Linked DNA regions of Mus musculus: region 1 is linked to region 2. Evidence: chromatin contacts called from public promoter capture Hi-C data. All regions are on one chromosome and are shown on one strand. The core of a region is the stretch at or near the end of the contact, and the rest is flanking DNA. Distances in the headings are between cores, read along the strand shown.

Region 1 (2,700 bases), core at 17-2,516, 1.1 Mb after region 2:
TTATGAAAAATCTCCATTTTCAGTTTTTTTTTTCAACAGCTTAAAAAACTTTTCTCCCCACCTCCCCTTGCAGAGGTCAGTCACTTTTTAAGATATGAGAGAATTTGAGAACAGATTAATGACAAAGACAAATGATGATTTTTATTTTAGCGGAAGTTTCGGTGCGTTCACTGCCCGGCCTGGCCACGGATAATAAAGTGCAATTGGCATGTGACTGTATGCGTTCTTTGCTTTAAAGTTCAAGGGGGTGGGGGGATCAAAAGAGTGAATTCTCTCTTTAAAATAGAAATGTCCTAGAAGAGGAAATAAAAGAAAGATTGCTGACTGGGGGTGTAGAGTCTCCTCTTTGTCTCCCCCCCCCCCCCCGCCGCCGCCGCCCCCCACAAACACACACTCTTCTTTGTGGCCCAGAGACAGAGCACTGAGTGACTTCTTCAGAAAGGAGATCGGTGAAATTGTCAGTTGATTACTTATCCTTGATTAGCATATATAAGAGCCCTGTGATACAGTATTTGCATTCCTATTTAGCCGTGATTTTTGTGGGGCACCAATGATTAAACTTGTCACGGGGCTTGATTGACGGGGTCAGATCTTCACTTTCTACTCTTTTGAAATTAAAAACAAATGTGTCAGCTGCCTTCATGGGCCGGAGCTCCGTGGAGCTCGTCTGGCTTGTCACTGCAGATAGGTCAGGAATGTTTTAATTTTAGGGATGGGATTCGGCTTGTCAAGTCGAGTGTGATGGCGTGCGGTTGTGGCGATGAGATGTGAAGGGTGTAGCACAAAGAAGGGGAGGACAGAGACAAAGACACTCACATTATTAGACAGATTTAATTAGTCTGAATGGATATTATGCTAGATGAAGCGGCGAGCTGTGAAATTAACCCTTCATTAGGGGCTGGCGGATCACACTCAGGAAGAGAATCAAACCTTTGTAGAGAGCCGCCAAGGTGTGGCTTTTATACGCACACGCCCCACACAACCACACACACCCATACTCAACACCCCGGCCCTTCTCAGTTGCCTGTCAGATCCACACCCCCACCACCCACCTTTGTGTGCTTAAACACCACCGGTCTTGAACTTGAGAAAGTAGGTGTCCCTAGAGAAGGGATTCCACATGCTAACCGAGCTTGGATGAGAGGCTAAGGGGGTAGGAGGCAAGAACACCCTTTTCTGAGTCCAAATTAAGCAATAGGAACAGCTAAGTTTGGCAAAACCACAGTTCAAAGTTTAGCATTGACTCATCCTGTCAACGTCCGTGGAAGGTCACCTGCTAGAAGCACCTGCCCTGAATACAACCTTCGCCCAACTCGCCCCTTCAGCCTGGTGCCTGTGGCTTTCAGAAATTCCAAAGTGTATTCAAAAAGTGGGGAGGGGAGGCCTGCTACCCCAGGCCCCACCCCATCTCAAAACCCTTCCGTTCAAGGCTCTGGGGATGTGTCATTGGTACACGGGTGAGCCAACTGCAATTGTTGGCATCTGTTTCCTTCCCCAAATGGTGTTCAGTTTCTGAAGACATTTCTTTCTTATCCCTAAACGATGAGAGAAATAGCCAGCCGCCTCTAACTTGCTTCTGCTGAGCTGCTGAGGAGGAAGCGTCCTTAAGAAAACTATTGAGGAGGGTCCCAGCACCACATGGTGACCTTAGCCTTGATAGCAAGAGATTCAGAAGGTACTTGAACAGCCATTTTTATAATGGTGTATTTGTCTTTGAGCTCTCTCAGCTCTCTCTCTCTCTCTCTCTCTCTCTCTCTCTCTCTCTCTCTCTCTCTCTCTCTCTCTCTCTTCCTCTGTGTGTGTGTGTGTGTGTGTGTGTGTGTGTGTGTGTGTGTGTGTGTGTGTGTCAGGGTTCCTCAACTTGCCACCCACTGACATTTGGCTGGATAAATCTCTGCGGTGGCTCCATCTTGTATGTCTTAGGACCTTTAGCATCTCTTCTGACCCCTTCCCACCAGAATCCAGTACCAGCAGGATCTCAGGTGGGACCTAAATATCCCCCAGACAACTTTCACTGTTCTCTGACAGCCCAAGTCACCCCAGTTGATCAGTTCTAGTATAAGTGACTCCCGGAAGAGCACTGCTCAGGAAAGGCCTCCAAAAAGAATTCACACAGGAAATAGGGTATTAATTTAAAATATATGCATAAAGTCTGGAGAGATGGCTCAGCGCTTCCCAGCACTTGCTGCTTCTGCAAGGACCAGGGTTCAGGTCCTGGCACTCACGATGCTTAGCTCACAGTCACCTGTAACTCCAGCTCTGGGGAATCCATCGCTCTCTTCTAGACGCCTCCAGCTTGCTCCTACACTCATGTGTGCCCGAGTGTATACACACACACACACACACACATGCACACACACACACATGCACACACACACACACAATTAAAAGTGGCTGTTTTGTTTGTTTGTTTGTTTTTTGTTTTTTTTTTTTTTTGTTTTTTGTTTTTTTTGAGACAGGGTTGTTCTGTGTAGCCCTGGCTGTCCTGGAACTCACTCTGTAGACCAGGCTGGCCTCGAACTCACAGAGATCCACTTGCTTCTGCCTCCCGAGTGCTGGGATTAAAGATGTGCACCACCACTCCTGGCAAGAATAATTTTGTTAACGATAGAGAAACGGAGTGACTGCATTAGGCAGAAATCAAGGTTTTAGTGGAAGAAAGAAGTTAAGGAAAAATTGGCCACCCTCCTGTTGCTGTGA
Region 2 (2,700 bases), core at 193-2,692:
AGTTCCAGGACAGCCAGGGCTTCGCAGAGAAACCCTGTCGAATAACCAAAAAACAAAACCAAACAACAACAACAACAACAAAACAAAGACAGATCTCTCCTTAGGATCCTTATAGATAAATTCTCTGATGTGGGGACTGATTTCCCATTCCAGAGTAAGTCATCTGGTGGGGTCGTCCCTCTTTAAAACACAACCCGAAGTCCACAGCACTGGAAGACACTGAGACACATGGGGTGGGTGGGGACTGGGTTTAGAGTTCAGAGGACACTCAGGCAAGTTTGGGGAGCCAATGGCTATAATATCTGCAGTTAGCAAAGTGACTCAGGTGTTTGCGAACCTTGTCCACAGCTTTTCAAACATCTGAGGCTCCAGGCACAAGGAAAGACCTGGGATTCCGGCCCCACCCTCCCTCGGAGACCTGCAGGGGATGGACCAAGCAGCCTGTTTTGAACACATGCGCTCCAGGTGGCCGGTCCACGGTTCAGTCCGTGGCCCGTACTTTGGGGAACAAAGGCACATGGAGATAGCAATAGCTTATAGGATGTCAGGAAAATAGCAGAACCTCAAACTCACTGCAAGTCACCCCCAGCCAGGTCTTTCACACCCATATCATCCCCTACCCTGAGTGCCAGGATGGCTCTGCAAACCTGTCCGCGAGCCCCTCAGGGATGCTCCAACCTGAGCCACTGAAGCAGAAGTTTCCCTACCAGTTGGCCTGGATCACCCCACTTTCTCCTCTCCTCTGCGCCCCAAACTCCACCCGGCGGGGCAGGGGAGGTGGTGACAGTCTCCTCGCCGCGTGGCCTCCCCTGGTCTTGCCTCCCCTGGGGTACTGCAAGAGTTCCAGGCGGCTCCCGACCTGACACGCCGACTGGGCTGGCGGGGACAGGCATGCAAGGTGCGCCGTCACCCCGATCCCGGGGCCTGCTGGCTCTGTCCGGGCCAGGCCCCAGCTGCGTCTGTTCAGTACTTACTTTGCATCGATCCAGAAAAGGTGTCTCCTTCCACGCTCGCGTTCATGGCCCCAGACCTTGGGGCGCCGCTCCCGGAGCCCCACGGCTCGCTCTACATTATGCAAAGACTTTTCTCCTGCATATTTCCCGCACCAGCCAGTCTTCTCCCAACTCTGTGAGGCGGGGACGGATGTACAACCAGCGCCACTTCCGCTGCCTAGAGGGCGCTGGCCCCTTGCACCCAGCCCGACTCCCAGGCGGTGCTCTCCCGAGGAACCGGGAAAGGTCGTGGAGTCTAAGACCCGAGTACACCGATCCCTCCACCCTATCCCAGGCATGCCAGGGACTCTGTGGTCGCCTTGCGCCTTTGCATCTTGCCCTCCTGGAGACGCTCATTCCTTCGCAGATGCCAGGAGGATGCGCTGCCGGCCTGGGAGAGTGGAGCCCCAAATCCCGGGGTGCTCCCCTAGGGCAGATCCGGCAGCGTAACACCGGGGCGGGGCCTTTGCCCTGCTGCTGGGTTGAGCCGGTGAGATGGCTCAGCAGGGGTAGGGCACACGTCACCAAGCCTGGTTTCCTGCCAGCCAGCTCACATGGTGGAAACAGACTCAAGCATCTGCATGTACAATATAAGTAACTTAAAAAAAAAAAAAAAAGAGATTAGTGTGTAGTAGATGGGAGAATTCATTGGGGCTCTGCTCCACGGGGGCTTCAGTATTTCACGCAGCATGGAGGGTTTGTTAGAATTGCTTGGGGATGGTGAACTGGAAAGAAGGCATAGTGGCTAAGAGTCTGTGCTGCTCTTGCAACGAATCCCAGCGCCCACATTAGGTGACTCACAACTATTTGCAACTCTTCCCCGAGAATCCTGCACTGAAGAACTGACCTTAGCTCTAACCTTGAGCTTACCCAGAAGGTTCCACAGCCCCTTTTTATTTCCTGTTATGATCTAAGCCACAAAGTCACTCCAAGGGTCAGACTCTGAGAGGTTTATTGGGGAGGGGCTTAGAGTGGCTGCCTCTGGGAAGGGTGGAGGTGAGCAAGGGCGTTGATCAAAAAGAGGCGGGAAGAAAGTCCGCCTTTTAGGGACTATAGCACATGCGCAGGGGAGGAATGTGGCTCAACTTGGCTCCTACTGATGACGTAATTGCCGTCTCAGGGTCCCTGGGTAGGTTGTGGAAGATGTCTAGTAACTACCATCCCTCCCTTTCGTTCAATATAAAAGAGGAGGAACTAAGAAGGGGTGATGTTGAGGCCGGAGAGCAATTTGGACTATTTCCTGTTGTCCGGGGTTGTCGCATGTTCGGGCATTGCTGATCCTCACCATCAGGGCACACTCCGTAACCATGAGACTCAGGCTTTGTGGCTAGCAGCCCGTAGTCCCGTAACAGTAAATTAGTTGTTTGATTAGAGAGTTTTTTGAGTTTGTTGTTGAAGAAATGCCAGAGGAGAAGAAATTGATAAAAGAGGGTTCGATGACAGCCAGGAGGGGCAAGATTTGAACTGCCCTTTCATCATGTCTGGCAGCTATTGCGTGCAACAGGAATTGGTAAGAGCTCTTCTCCGTGTGTCACCCCCAACTTGGGGAAGAGAAATATTAGCATGCAAACTCCTGACCAACTAGGGTGGTAGGCCAGAGTGCCACAAAGAATCGAGGGGATATGAACGGGCAGGCACTGGGGCTGAGATGAGGTAGCAAGGTTACGGTTTTGTTGCAGTCTAGGGAACGTGTCCCAGGTGCCATAAG

The links. Promoter capture Hi-C pulls out the DNA fragments that hold promoters and counts their contacts.
Region 1: a contact with region 2 is called in a promoter capture Hi-C map of liver, with 4 times the contacts expected there. The contact joins the enhancer-like site here to the promoter of Zfp64 in region 2. A contact is called at or near these places in 4 of 39 promoter capture datasets (3T3-L1-derived adipocytes, embryonic stem cells, hippocampal neurons and 1 more), 8 of 115 datasets of contacts at active chromatin or transcription factors (T-cell acute lymphoblastic leukemia, astrocytes, embryonic forebrain and 3 more) and 1 of 9 other capture datasets (embryonic stem cells).

What each region holds. Positions count from the first base shown.
Region 1 is chr2:170,028,210-170,030,909 of GRCm38.p6, forward strand. It overlaps a transcript of Tshz2 not described here. Among named protein-coding and RNA genes, the nearest start is that of A630075F10Rik, 41 kb to the right of the region's middle. Within about 2 kb of position 1,267, at least 13 of the 459 cell types and tissues checked have an H3K27ac peak or open chromatin away from gene starts, as enhancers often do. A contact at or near this core is called in liver, where this site is marked.
Region 2 is chr2:168,954,145-168,956,844 of GRCm38.p6, forward strand. Zfp64 (zinc finger protein 64) reads right to left here and starts at 1,443. Exons shown (of 6, transcript NM_009564.2): 1 at 975-1,443. The coding sequence starts at 1,020. Gm39993 (a long non-coding RNA gene) reads left to right here and starts at 1,939. Exons shown (of 2, transcript XR_867023.3): 1 at 1,939-2,502.